2 separate regions of the Mus musculus genome follow, and region 1 is linked to region 2. The links are chromatin contacts, called in public HiChIP or PLAC-seq maps. All regions are on one chromosome and are shown on one strand. Each heading gives the region's core, a stretch centred on a gene start, on an enhancer-like site or on the middle of the called end of the contact. The rest is flanking DNA. Distances are from core to core; before and after follow the strand shown.

Region 1 (6,547 bases), core at 2,540-5,039, 190 kb after region 2:
TGCAAGAGGCAAAACAGGCTGAGCCTCTGCTTTCCTGAATCAGGTGCTAAGATGGGACCAGAGAGGCTGGACCAGGAGTGGAGATACGGAACCCCCTACCTACACGTTTGTAGCAGATATACAACTTGGTCTTCAAGTGGCTCCCCTAGAAAGTGGAGCAGGGGCTGTATTAGTCTCTGTTCTCTGCCACTGGGTCCCCTTCCCCCTACTTGGACTGCTCCTTTCACAGACAATGGGTAGCTCCCCACTTCCATACAGAACCGTACTTGATGCGTCTCCATGGAGGTTGTAGACACATGATGTTCAGGGGACACTTTTGTCTGTGAGCAGTGAGGTCATTGCTACACTCCACTGCCCAAGTTTATCCAGAGGAAGAGGAAGGGCTCCTAGAACTGAGGAGAGGGGCTGGAGAGATGGCTCAGCTGGTAAGAGCACTGACTGCTCTTCCAGAGGTCCTGAGTTCAAATCCCAGCAACCACACGGTGGCTCACAACCACCCGTAATGAGATCTGCCGCCCTCTTCTGGTGTGTCTGAAGTCAGCTACAGTGTACTTATGTATAATAATAAATAAATCTTTGGGCCGGAGCAAGCAGGGACTGAGTGAGCAGAGTTGACTGGAGCGAGCGGGGCCAACCAGAGTGAGCAGAGGTCCTAAAAATTCAACTCCCAACAACCACATGAAGGCTTACAACCATCTGTACAGCTACAGTGTACTCACATACATTAAATTAATTAATTAATTAATTAATTAATTAATTAATTAATTAAAAAAAGAACTGAGGAGAACATCGCCCTGTGGCCTTGCAGCTCCCCTTGGGTGCTGCTGTCCCATCTTCCCTTCTAGGGGTGGCTTCCTGATGTATCTCTCCTCCAACCTCAGGGTGAAGAAGTGACATCAGGCTGGGTAGTAGTGGTGCACGCCTTTAACCCCAACTCTCTGGAGGCAGAGGCAGGTAGATCTCCAAGTCTGAGGCCAGCTTGGTCTAAAGAGCAAGTTCCAGACAGCCAGGAAGGAGAAGAAGGGGGTGGGGAACACCAGGCCTCTCTCCAGCTGCTGCTTCTAGAATCCTGCCCATTCTTTTCTTCCCCTCATCCTCACTGGTAATTCTGTTCACTGGCCTCTCATCTGGTTCTCAGTGCATCCTGGGAAACTTCCAAGTAAACCCCCAGTGTCTGTTGACCATTCTCTCCAGCCTCGTTCTAATTGAGATGTCACCACTGGCCTGATGTCTTTAGCTGTGCTCTGTGCCTTGGACTCAAATATTCCTCCCCCAGTCTTCCTCAGCATCCTATCCACAGCCGCAGAGATGCTCCCCAGCTCACCCGTCTCTACTCTTCTCTTATTTATTTATTTTTTTATATAGTATAGAATAGAGTTTATTCAGGGCATGGGGAGGGGAGTTAAGAGGGTAACAGAGGCAGAGAGGAGAGAGCCCACTCTTCTCTTATTGCCTCGAAGTCCCTGATTGATCAAATCATTGCGATTCCCTGCCCCTTGTGTGCGATGGCTCTGCTCCTCTATAAAGCCGTAGCGTTGGACTTCTGACTCAAGATGGCTGGAAAGATGGCTCAGCAGTTAAGAGCATGTGCTGCTCTGCCAGAGGACCCAAGTTCAGTTCTCAGGACTCACATGAGGCTATTCACAACTGTCTGTAACTCCAGCTCCAGGAAGTCACTGCCTTCTGTCTCCCACGGTCTCTGCATTCACATGCTCATATCTACACATAGACACAGAACTAAGAATAAAATTAAATCTTAGGAAAAGGGACTGGTGAGACGGCTCAACGGTTAAGAACACTGTCTGTTCTTCCAGGGGACCTAAGCTTTATTCCCAACAAGCCCATGGAGGCTCACAACAATCTGTTAACTACAGTTCCAAAATGCACTCTTCTGGCCTCCATAGGCACTGCATACATGAGGGACAGACACTCATACACATAGAAATAAATAAAATTTCAAAAAAAAAATCTCTTTTAAAAGATCTTCACCGGGGCAGTGGTGGCACATACCTTTGATCTCAGCTCTTGGGAGGCAGAGGCAGGCAGATTTCTGAGTTCAAGAACAGCTTGGTGAGTTCCAGGTCAGCCAGGGCTACACAGAGAAACCCTGTCTCAAAAACAAACAAACAAAATGATGCCTGTTCAAGGATACCACAAGAAGATCTAGAGTCAACTAACCTGGGCGAGCCCACAGGGGCTCACAGGGGCTGAACCACGAACCAAAGAGCATGCAGTGGCCCTATATTTGTAGCAGATGTGCAGCTTGGTCTTCATGTGGATCCCCTAACAATTGGAGCAGAGCCTGCGGTTCATTCTGTGGCCTGCCATTGGATCCCCTTCCCCATGCTGGACTGCCTGGTGGGGCCTCAATGGGAGGCTTTTCCTCCTGCTGGGATTAGATGTCCTAGGGCCTGTTGGTACCCAAGGGGGGCTCCCCCTCTCTGAGGAGAAAGGGAGGGGATAATAGGGAGAGGAAATTGAAGGTGGAATTGGAGGAGGGGCTGTGTTTGGGATGTAAAGTGAATAAAGAAATTAATGAAAAAAGAGATGTCTCCTAATCTTAAATAAATTAATATATTTCTAAAAAAAAAAAAAAAAAAAAAAAAGAAGGTAGCCCTAGTACACAGGCATACAGTACCATTCTTACACAAGACCCTATATCAAAAAGTAACAAAAATTATATTAGTTCTGCCCCTAATTTTTCATAAGCTGAATCAACACCAATAACCATCCTAGAAAACCATTTTGCAGATCAAAAGTCGAATTCTTTTTTTTTTTTTTTTTTTTTTTTTGAGACAGGGTTTCTCTGTGTAGCCCTGGCTGTCCTGGAACTCACTCTGTAGACCAGGCTGGCCTCGAACTCAGAAATTCGCCTGCCTCTGCCAAGTCAAAAGTCGAATTCTTATTGGCTTACATACTCAGGAGGCAGAGGAAGGTCGATCCCTGTGAGTTTGGGGCCAGCCTGGTCTATAGTTCCAAGACAGTCAGGGCTACACAGAAGAAGGCTGTCTATATACATACATACATACATACATACATACATACATACATACATACATACATACAATTTAAATAAAAATAAAGTCAGCATGGTAGCATAGCACATGTCTTTAATTCCAGCACTCAGGAGTCAGAGGCATGAGAATATGTGATTTTGAGGCCAGACTGATCTACAAAGTGAGTTTCAGGACAGTTACACAAAGAATTCTGTCATGAAAAACCAAAGAGCCAAAATAGTAATAATAATAATATCAAAATAAATTTAATTATTTTCTGTTCCTTTTTAAAAATACATTTATTTATTGTGTGTGCACATACCTTCTTGAGTGCTGCTGTTTTTTATTTATGTATTTATTTATACTTTGTGTGTGCGTTTATTTTATGTATACGGGTGCACCACTGCTGTCTTCAGACACACCAGGAGAGGGCATCAGATCCCTCTTACAGATGGTTGGGAGCCACCATGTGGTTGCTGGAAATTGAACTCAAGACCTCTGGAAGAGCAGTCCGTGCTCTAAACCGCTGAGCCATCTCTCCAACTCCGTGTGTGTGTGTGTGTGTGTGTGTGTGTGTGTGTGTGTGTGTGTGCATAGAGGTCAGAGGACTTGAAAAGGCAGTTCTCTCCTGTGGTGGTTTGAGTGAGAAGGGTCCTCATGGATTCATATATTTGAATGCTTTGTCTGAGTTTGGGCTGACTTCTGGGAGGGATTAGGAGGTGTGGCCTTGCTGTAGGAGGTGGGTCATTGGCAGCTGGCTTTGAGATTTCAAAACCCAGAGCCTTTCCCACCCAGTTAGCTGTCTTGTCTCCTTGATGGCTGCTGTCTCAACATAAGTTCTCAGCTCCTGCTCTAGAGCCATGCTTGCCTGTTTCCATGCTTCTCCAGACGATGGTCATGAACTCTGCTGCCCTCCGGAATCATGAGCCCCAGACTAAATGCTTTCTTACGTAAGTTACCGTAGTCATGGCGTTTGGTCTCGATGCGACAGAATAGTAGTTAGCTAAGACACTTCCTGGCGATCCCAAACTAGGGTCCTCTGGCTTGGTGGCAAGAGTCTTCACTTGCTGACCCCTCTCTTGGGGCGTCGTTTGTTTTTATTTTTGTGTATATGCTTATTTGCACATGGGTTGTGTGCATATCTGTGCAGGTATGTTAATGCACATGTGCGGAGGTCAGAGGATAACCTTGGACGATATGATTATACACTTTTCTGCTTTTTTGTTTGTTTGAAACAGTCTCACAAGCCTGGAGTGTCCCCAAGTGGGCTAAGCTAGCTGGAAGCTACATGGGGCGGAGACTGGACGTGCACGCCATCTTGCTCGTGTTCTGCCGGGGGTTGGGGAAACTAACGGGCTTCAGACTTGTAAGGCAAGCACTTCATTGACTGTGTCATTCCGCTGGCATTTGGGTGTTGTTTTCTCTTGTTTTAAACGGGGTCTCACTGTGTTAGAGTGATATTTTTGTACATTGTGTGAAGATGTGTCTCTGTCCTTCCTTGCCTGCCTAAGGCACCTTCTGATTGGTCAAAATAAAAAGCCTATGGCCTATAGGAGAAGGTAGAATAGAGAGGGTGGGTCATCCAGCGCAGAGAGAGGAACTCTGGGAAAGTCAAGTACCGGAAGACCCGCCACCAAGAAGGAAGTCAGGCTTATGATGCAAGGAGAGGAAACCAACCATGTGGCCGAACTTAGTATAAATGAGTTAATTTAAGAGCTAGTTGGGGAGCAAGCCTAAACTAAGGCCATAATCATCGTAAATGAAAATAAGCCTCCAGCCGGGCAGTGGTGGCACACGCCTTTAATCCCAGCACTTGGGAGGCAGAGGCAGGCAGATTTCTGAATTCGAGACCAGCCTGGTCTACAGGGTGAGTTCCAGGACAGCCAGGGCTGCACAGAGAAACCCTGTCTCAAAAAACAAACAACCAAACAAAAAAAGAAGAAGAAGAAAATAAGCCTCCATGTCATTGTTCGGCAACTGGGGCGTACATGGAAAAGCCTTCGGGTTACAACTACGTATCCCTGGCTAGTCTACAACTCAGTGTGTAAACTATGCTGATCTGTAGAGACCGACCTGCCTCTGCCTCTCGTAAACTATGCTGATCTGTAGAGACCCACCTGCCTCTGCCTCTCAAGTTCAGGGGTTAAAGATGTCCACCACTCCCTTCATTTTGCTTGTTTTTGAAATTGGTTCTCAAATTACAGCCTAGACTGGCCCGGAATTCACAATGTAGATTAGACTGGTCTTAAACCCATGGTAATCCTCCTGCCTCATCTTCCCAATTAGTACAATTATTGGCTGGAGCCACCTCAACCAGCTTAACTATAAATGTATATGAAGGTTGGACTTGGTAGCATGTGTCTGTAATCTTAGCACTCCGGAGACTGAGGCACAAGGATCAAGAGTTTGACACTTTGCCAGCACCTGGGAGGCAGAGGCAGGCAGATCTCTGTGAATCTGAGACCAGCCCAGTCTATAGAGTGAGTTCCTGGACAGCCATGGCTATGTATAGAGATCATGTCTCAAAAACAGAACAAAACAAACAAAACAATAACAAAAAGAGGTTGATGCCAGGATTGGAGAGATAGCTCAGAGATAAAGAGCACTAGCTGCTTTTCCAGAGGTCCTGAGTTCAATTCCCAGCAACCACATGGTGGCTCACAACCATCTGAAATGGGATCCAATGCCCTCTTCTGGTGTGTCTGAAGACAGTGACAGTGTACTCATATACATAAAATAAATAAATCTAAAAAAGAGAAAAAGATTGATGCCAGCCTGTGCTACTTAAAAAAAACAAACAAAACCAGAGTTGACAAGATGGTTCTGCAGGTAAAGGCAGTCCCCACCAAGCCTGGTGACCTGAGTTCAGTCCCCAGGACCCAGTGATGAAAGAAGAGAAATAGCTCCAGAAAGTTCTCTGATCACCAAACCCACTTCAGAGCATTTGTCTATCTACAGAGATACACACACACAGATACACACACACAGATATACATACATGCACGCATATATATATATATATACACATACATACAGATATACACAGATATACACACATGCAAACACACAGATATATACATACATATATATACACACAGATATGCACACACATGCATACACAGATACACATATATGCATACATATACACATATAGATACATAAGCACACAAAAAGGAAAGAAATTTAACAAAAATGAAAGGTAGACCCAAAACCATACATAAAATAAAATAAAATTTAAGACTTCTTTAAGACAGTGTGTGTGTGTGTGTGTGTGTGTGTGTGTTCGGTTTGTGTGGACCTGTTGAGGTCAGAAAAGGTCATTAGGTCCCCTGGAATTGGGCTAAAAACAGTTGTGCGCCATCATGTGGGTACAGGGAGCTGAACCCAGGTCCTCTGCAAGAGCAACATGTGCTCTAGACCACTGAGCAGTCTCTCCGTCCCCAAAGAAACAAATTTATATGGAAATACAAAGTGAGCAAATTAGTTAGTTTTTTAAAAATTTTGTACAAGTATGTGTATAAAGCAATAGTGAGAGGTACATTCAGGGTGCA
Region 2 (6,601 bases), core at 3,938-6,437:
TCTCTTCCTGCTGTGACACTTGGGCAGGTTTCATGTGACTACTGTCAACCCAGGGAAACTGCAGTCTCCTGTTCCAAGCCTGCTATCCAGGGTTGCTGGGCTAAGGACCCCAGCTGTTTGGCAAGTCCCTAATGCCTTTGGCCCGAACCTAGCCAGAGGTCTTTAGGCTTCCTTCCCAAGGTGTGTTTACCTTGGGATTTCTGCCACAGGGACAGGTGGCAGGGATCCCGGGGGCTGGCATCCTTTTGAATGAATGATATCCCCACTGACCCCTTTAAAAATACTTTGCGATGTCCTTCACCTTTAATCCCAGCACTCAGGAGGCAAAAGCAGGCTGTTCTCTGTCAGTTCAAGGTCACCCCCTAGTCTATATAGCAAGTTCCAGGCCAGCCAAGGGTACATAGTGAGACTGTCTAAAGAAACAAAACAAAACCACCAACCAGATGAACAAAAGGTTGTGGTCTGCTGAGTGGGTATGTGGGTTTGCCCAGGCCTGTGTCCCACCCCTTCACTCCTCCCTCTGCCTTTTATCAAAGGCCTTCAAGGGTCCAGGGTTGCCCCCAAGGCCACTTCCTTCTTTTCTAAGTGTCCAGCTTCACTCTTGTTTTGCTCAGGACAGAGATTGCCCCACTATTTCAGCACCATCCCAAAACATCCTTTGTGGGTCCATTACCCTCCCTAAAATAAGGGTTCCTTAAGGGATTGCATCTGCTGTTTAACCAAACTGCCCCGCCCTTCCATCACATTCAGTCCACGTGCTTTGGAGATGTAAAACTGTGTGTGGGGAGGGAAAGGTGGGGCAGTGTTTCCTTTGAGAGACCTCAGAGGATCTAGGAGCTGAAAGCCCGGGGTGCTAAAACCAGCTTTCCTATCTAGCCCTGCCTTCCTTTCTTTCTCCACCAGGGGGCCCTCGTTTTCTTATATTGGAAGGGCCGCTGCAGAGGCCAAGTTCATGGCCCTTTGGCCCTTTAATCCACCCGTCCATTTTACAGACAGTTCCCAACATATGGTAGCTTGAGAGACAGCTTCTTAATTTTTTTTTTTTTGAGACAAAGTCTTGTTATGTAGCCAAGGCTGACCTGGTACTTGAAGTGTTGACCAGACTAGCTTTAAACTAATTGACAACCACCTCCTACTGCAGCCTTCTGTGTGTGGGATTAAAGGTATATGCCACCACACCCAACTCAGTTTTCATGGTTTTGACTTCACCATAGTGTAAAAGCAATACAAATTCAGCAGAAACCACATAAAATAAGGTGTGGTGTACCCCAGGCTGGCCTAGAACTCTGTATGCAGCTGGGGATGGATGACCTTGAACTTCAAATCCCCTTCTCTCTACTTCCCCAGAGCTGGGGTTATAGCTATGCACTACCATGCCCAGCTTCCACAGATGGGACACAGGGTTTGATGTGTCCTAGGGGAACGCTCTTCTACCAACTAAGTTACATACTGTGCACTTGTAGTTCAGCTTTTGACCTCTGACCCTTTCCTGGGGTTATAAGGGGTTATAAGGCCCTGTCTTCGATGGCTGGGGTGGGGGGGGACCAATTTGAAGCCCTCAACCTATCGGGAATCAATCTGAAATCTGCACTGTTTGACTCAAACAGGGTGTTCTGCAGGATGGGCCTGGAATGAGCTATGTCGACCAGGCTGACCCAGAACAAGCGATATAGACCAGGATGGCTCAGAACTCACAGAGATCCAACACCTTCTGCATCCCAAGTTCTGGGATTGGACGAGAAATCTAGGATGGTTTTGATGGAAGTGAAATTGCACCCGAGTGTGGTGTTTTTCTTACAGCTCCAGGGTGTCTCAAGTCTGTCACTGAATGAGAGCCTCCCCTCCCTCTCTTGCATAGCCAGAGGATGGAGAAGGCCTTACTGATGCATGTTAAAGGATAAGGTGGAAGTGCAGAGAATGTAACTAGGCCTCAGAACTAGACAACTGCCTGATGAGAGGGACCGACGGGGCATCTCATCTCAGGGCTCCTGTGACATCCTGTGACACTGTAAATTCCTTGCCAACACAGGCCCAGGCCCAACACCAGGAGTCAGCCCTGTGGCGAGTTCTGTGTCCTCCTGGTCCCTGTGCAGCTCTGAGCTGCTTTTCTCCCATCTGCTCAGTCTCCTCCTGTGTGCCCACAGTCTCTCTCCCAGGCCTGTGCTTTTGAATGCTTGGTTTAATCTTTTTTGATTATATTGTATGTGAATGGGTGTTTTGCCTGCATGTGTGTCTGTGCACCATGTGCGTGTCTAGTGCCAGCGGAGACCAGAAGAGATCCTTCAGTCCCTAGGAGCTGGAGTTACAGATGGTTGTGAGCCACCATGTGGTTGCTGGGAATTGAACTCAGGACCTCTGGAAGAGCAGCCAGTGCTCTTAACCACTGAGCCATCTCTCCAGTCTTCCAATGTTGTTGCTTTCTTTTTTTTTTTTTTTTTTTTAAAGATTTATTTATTCACCATATGTAAGTACACTGTAGCTGTCTTCAGATACACCAGAAGAGGGAGTCAGATCTCGTTACGGATGGTTGTGAGCCACCATGTGGTTGCTGGGATTTGAACTCTGGACCTTCGGAAGAGCAGTCGGGTGCTCTAACCCACTGAGCCATCTCACCAGCCCTGTTGTTGCTTTCTTAACAAAACATTTACTGATGATTGTGTGTGTGTATATTTGTGAGCACATGCATGCATATACCTCCTTCTATGTACATGTGGAAGTCAAAAGACCAGTTTGCTCTTGATTTCGCCATAATAATCTGTGTATTAAACTCAGGCATTAGCTTTGGTGGCAAGTGTCTTAACCCGCTGCACTATTTTGCTTGTCCCTACATTTAAAACCACAACAACATTGTTTTAAAGGTATGTTTATTACATGCATATGGGTGTTTTGTCTGCACGCATGTCTGTGCACTCACCGCATATGTATGTGCCTGGTCCCTGTGGGGATCAGAAAAGTACGTCAGATCCCCTCGAACTGTACTTGTAGATGTGTGCAAGCTGCCATGTGGGTGCTTGGAACTGAACTTGGGTCCTCTATAAGAGCTGCTGATACATCTCGCCAGCCACCCTTAAAGTACATGTCCTAAAGATTGCTTTATTTACTTATTGAGACAGGGTCTCACTATGTAGCCCTGACTGTTCTGGAGCTCCATCTGTGGATCAGACTGGCCTCAGACTCATGGAGACTCAGCTGCCTCTGCCTCTTAAGTGCTGAGATTTAAGGCATGAACCACTACACCAGGCTACTTATTTTTATTTTAGGTGGATGAATGTTTTCCTGAATATATGTATGTGCCCCAAATTTGTATCTGAATCCCACAGAGGCCAGAAAAGGGGAGATGACTTTTAACTGCCAAGCCATCACTCCAGCCCCTCCCCCTCAAATTCTTTTTCCTTTTCCTTTCTTTTTCTTTTTCTTTTTCTTTCTTTCTTTATTTTTTTGAGGCAGGGTTTCATTATATAGCCCAGGCTATGCTCATACTTGCTGCCTAGAGTACGATGACTTCTGACTTGTGATCCTCCTGCCTCAGCTTCCCGAGTGCTGAGATCACAGGCCTGGGCCACCGTGGCTGACTCAGGATTCCTGTCCCATGCCTTCTCAGGGGCCTGCTGTCATCTGAGCTATCTCATCTTCCCACTCAAACAGCTGCCTGCCATGCCATGCCCAGGTGCCCTTGGATTGTCAAGTTGCCTGCCCTGCTCCCTGCCCCACCCCACTACCTCTCTTGCTCAGCTTCACCCTCTCCCTGAAGCCCTGCCTGTCTGCACAGTTTGACTTCCATTGGCTCCCAGTTAACTTACTAAGAATTCTCTCTGACCCACGTGATGCCACTTTCCTGTGTTTCTCTTCTGTCTGTCCCTAAAGGCTGGTGTTCCTGCAGGTACTGTCCTGCATATGGTCCCCTCATCCCCTTTCCCTCTAGGGGACTCTTGGGCTGCTTCCCCCGTCTCACTAGACTTCCTCAGTCAAGACTCTAACTCAAGCCAGTCTTCCAGAGAGGGACCACACCCAGGGTTTAAGCAGCCAGTAAATATTCCACCAAGTGTGGATTAAGTATGTAGACTCTGGAGCCCAGATGCCTGGGTTCAAATCCTGTGTGGGTTTGCATAAGATGCTTACTTAACGCATGCCCATAATCTTGATAGTATACTTGAAAAGCTGAAACAAGCGGATCATGAGTTCAAGGCTAACTTAATGAGCTCCAGGCTAGACCAAGCTTATAGGTTGAGGACCTGTCTAAAAACTAAAAAGCAGTCGGGCAGTGGTGGCGCATGCCTTTAATCCCAGCACTTGGGAGGCAGAGGCAGGCAGATTTCTGAGTTCGAGGCCAGCCTGGTCTACAAAGTGAGTTCTAGGACGGCCAGGGCTATGCAGAGAAACCCTGTCTTGAGAAACAAAACAAACAAACAAACAAACACCAAAACAAACAAAAAAGAAAGACTTATAGACTAACTTGTTTCACCCCAGGTCCAAGCCCCCCCTACCACCTAACTGTAATCCAAGTGTTACAATGCCTGGAGTTCCTCCATCTCCACACATGCATCAGTTCCTGTCCCCCTCTGCCCTTAGCTCCAGAGTTCCAAGGTACAGTGCCCCCCTGGCACAGGGTCCTTTCCTCCCAGAACAAAGGGTTGCCTCTATAAGGAGAGCTGATTTGAGCTGAGGCTGTGGGGGCAGGGAGGAGGGTGGTGGCCCCTTGGGGTGCCCCTGGCTCACTTTTTCCAGAGCCTGATGCCCTCAGACCCCTACAGGAGGCGGTAAGAGGAAGTGAGCTCACGCTGACCGGCAGGCCAATTCCTCCCTCCACAATGCACAGCAAGAACCTCCTCCACCCCTCCCACTTCCCAGAAAGGGTTCTCTCCACCCTGCTGCCCCTCCCACCTCTTCCTGCACCTTGACCTGCACCCCCCTCCAGCCATTCCTATCCATCTCCTCTAGCCTTCTTCCCCTGGTACACTCCCCCCTAACCCCACCTATCCCAGCCCCTGGCTCCTGTCTGCATATTCTTCAGTCCGCCCAGAGAGCCATTTTCTCGCTCTATGTTCTGTGGGGTCTGGGAAAAGGACACTCCCACTGAGTGGGTGATGATTCTCCTGGGAATCCCCTTTATCCTCATCTTTCTAAACCCCTCCACCAGCCCAGTCACCACCACTGTTGACTCAGTCCCATCCCAGGGGGCAAGAGACCTGCAAGGGTGTGGCAGGTGGCATTGGGGATACTACAGGGCTCAGGCCCTGCTCCTTCCCTTCACTAGCTTGGTCATCCTTTACCATGATTCTATGGTGAGACCCTCTCCCGCCCCCCAGAGCAACCAAGGAAGGCTGGAGAAACCGGAGGGCTGTCTGCAGGAGCCGCCCACCCCCCAGCTCTGTGGGGTTCCGAGGAGGCTGAACTGACCTGGAGGAGGGGAATGGAGAGAGAGACAGGCTGGGGAGAAGGTTCCCCACGGACAGAGGCTGGCGGGCTGGGAGGGCTCCTCCTGTGGTGTGTGTGGTCAGGAAGCGTGGAGGGATGAGGAAGGAAACAGGAGGATGTGAGAGACTGGGCTGGGCGCAGGCACTTAGGTTTTGGCCTGGCCTGGGCAGAAACTTGAGGTAGCCCCTGTGTTATGTTCTCTCTGGTACACAGTGAGGACAGGAACTGAGGACGGTAGGAAAGGAGGTTAGGGGTGGGGGTCGGTGTGTAGCAGAATAAGGGGCGGAGAGCAACAAATATCAGAGACTTTGGGACTTGGTGACCTAGTAGGTGAAGGGGGAAGGAGACAGAAGACTCTAGAACAACTTCAAGGCTTAGACTACCAGACCATTTGTGTAGGATGTTCCCAGGAGAGTGAACAGGCCAGGCCTCAACAGGCCAGCACTCACAGGTCCTGAGTGACTGCTTTGGTTAACACTTAGGAAGGCCTTGCCTACCATGCAGAGTCTTTACGATTTTGTTCAATGGAGAAGGAAACTACGGTTCAACCAGCTTAAATACATTTGTGATTTTTGTTTGTTTTGTGGGTGGTATATGTGTATACTGTGTTCCTGGTTTTTTTTGGGTTTTGGTTTTTTTTGTTTTGTTTTGTTTTTGTTTTTTGTTTTGTGTGTGTGTGTGTGTATGTGTTTGTGTGTGTTTGTGTGTGTGTGTGTCTCTGTGTGTGTGTATATGTGTTTGTGTATGTGTTTGTGTGTGTGTGTATGTGTTTGTGTTTGTGTGTGTTTGTGTGTCTGTGTGTGTGTATGTGTTTGTGTGTGTGTGTTTGTGTGTCTGGTGTGTGTGTGTGTGTCTGTGTGTGTGTGTCTGTCTCTGTGTGTGTGTATGTGTTTGTGTGTGTGTGTGTTTGTGTGTCTGTGTGTGTGTGTGTGTAGACTGAGGATGACATTGAATATCTTCCTCAGTTACACCCGACCTTCTTTGCTGAGACAGGGTCTCCCACTGAGCCCAGAACCCTGGAGATCCTCCTGCCTCTGCTCCCTCAGCACCTGGATTACAGATGTGAGCTGCTGTTGCCCCTCTGCACCTGGTTCCATGGGCACTAGGGATCCAAATTCATGACCCCACAGGTGCGTGGCAAGCACTTAACTGAGTCACCTTCTCAGGGTCCTTTACTTTGCCTTTG

Evidence for each region. HiChIP or PLAC-seq counts read pairs in DNA pulled down with a chosen protein or histone mark.
Region 1: an H3K4me3 HiChIP or PLAC-seq map of embryonic stem cells shows a contact between it and region 2, with 19 read pairs. The contact joins the promoter of 2410003L11Rik here to the enhancer-like site in region 2. A contact is called at or near these places in 3 of 39 promoter capture datasets (cranial neural crest, embryonic stem cells and hippocampal neurons), 1 of 15 datasets of contacts at CTCF or cohesin (pro-B cells), 9 of 484 Hi-C or Micro-C datasets (CD8 T cells, the N1E-115 cell line, adipose-derived mesenchymal stem cells and 6 more), 16 of 115 datasets of contacts at active chromatin or transcription factors (the 230-238 cell line, astrocytes, bone marrow-derived dendritic cells and 9 more) and 3 of 9 other capture datasets (embryonic stem cells, liver and pancreatic islet).

Annotation. Positions count from the first base shown.
Region 1 is chr11:97,594,722-97,601,268 of GRCm38.p6, forward strand. It overlaps 2410003L11Rik (RIKEN cDNA 2410003L11 gene), which reads left to right and starts at 3,790. Exons shown (of 4, transcript NR_045496.1): 1 at 3,790-3,946.
Region 2 is chr11:97,407,509-97,414,109 of GRCm38.p6, forward strand. It overlaps a transcript of Arhgap23 not described here. Among named protein-coding and RNA genes, the nearest start is that of Arhgap23, 39 kb to the right of the region's middle. Within about 2 kb of position 5,188, at least 60 of the 459 cell types and tissues checked have an H3K27ac peak or open chromatin away from gene starts, as enhancers often do. A contact at or near this core is called in bone marrow-derived dendritic cells and embryonic stem cells, where this site is marked.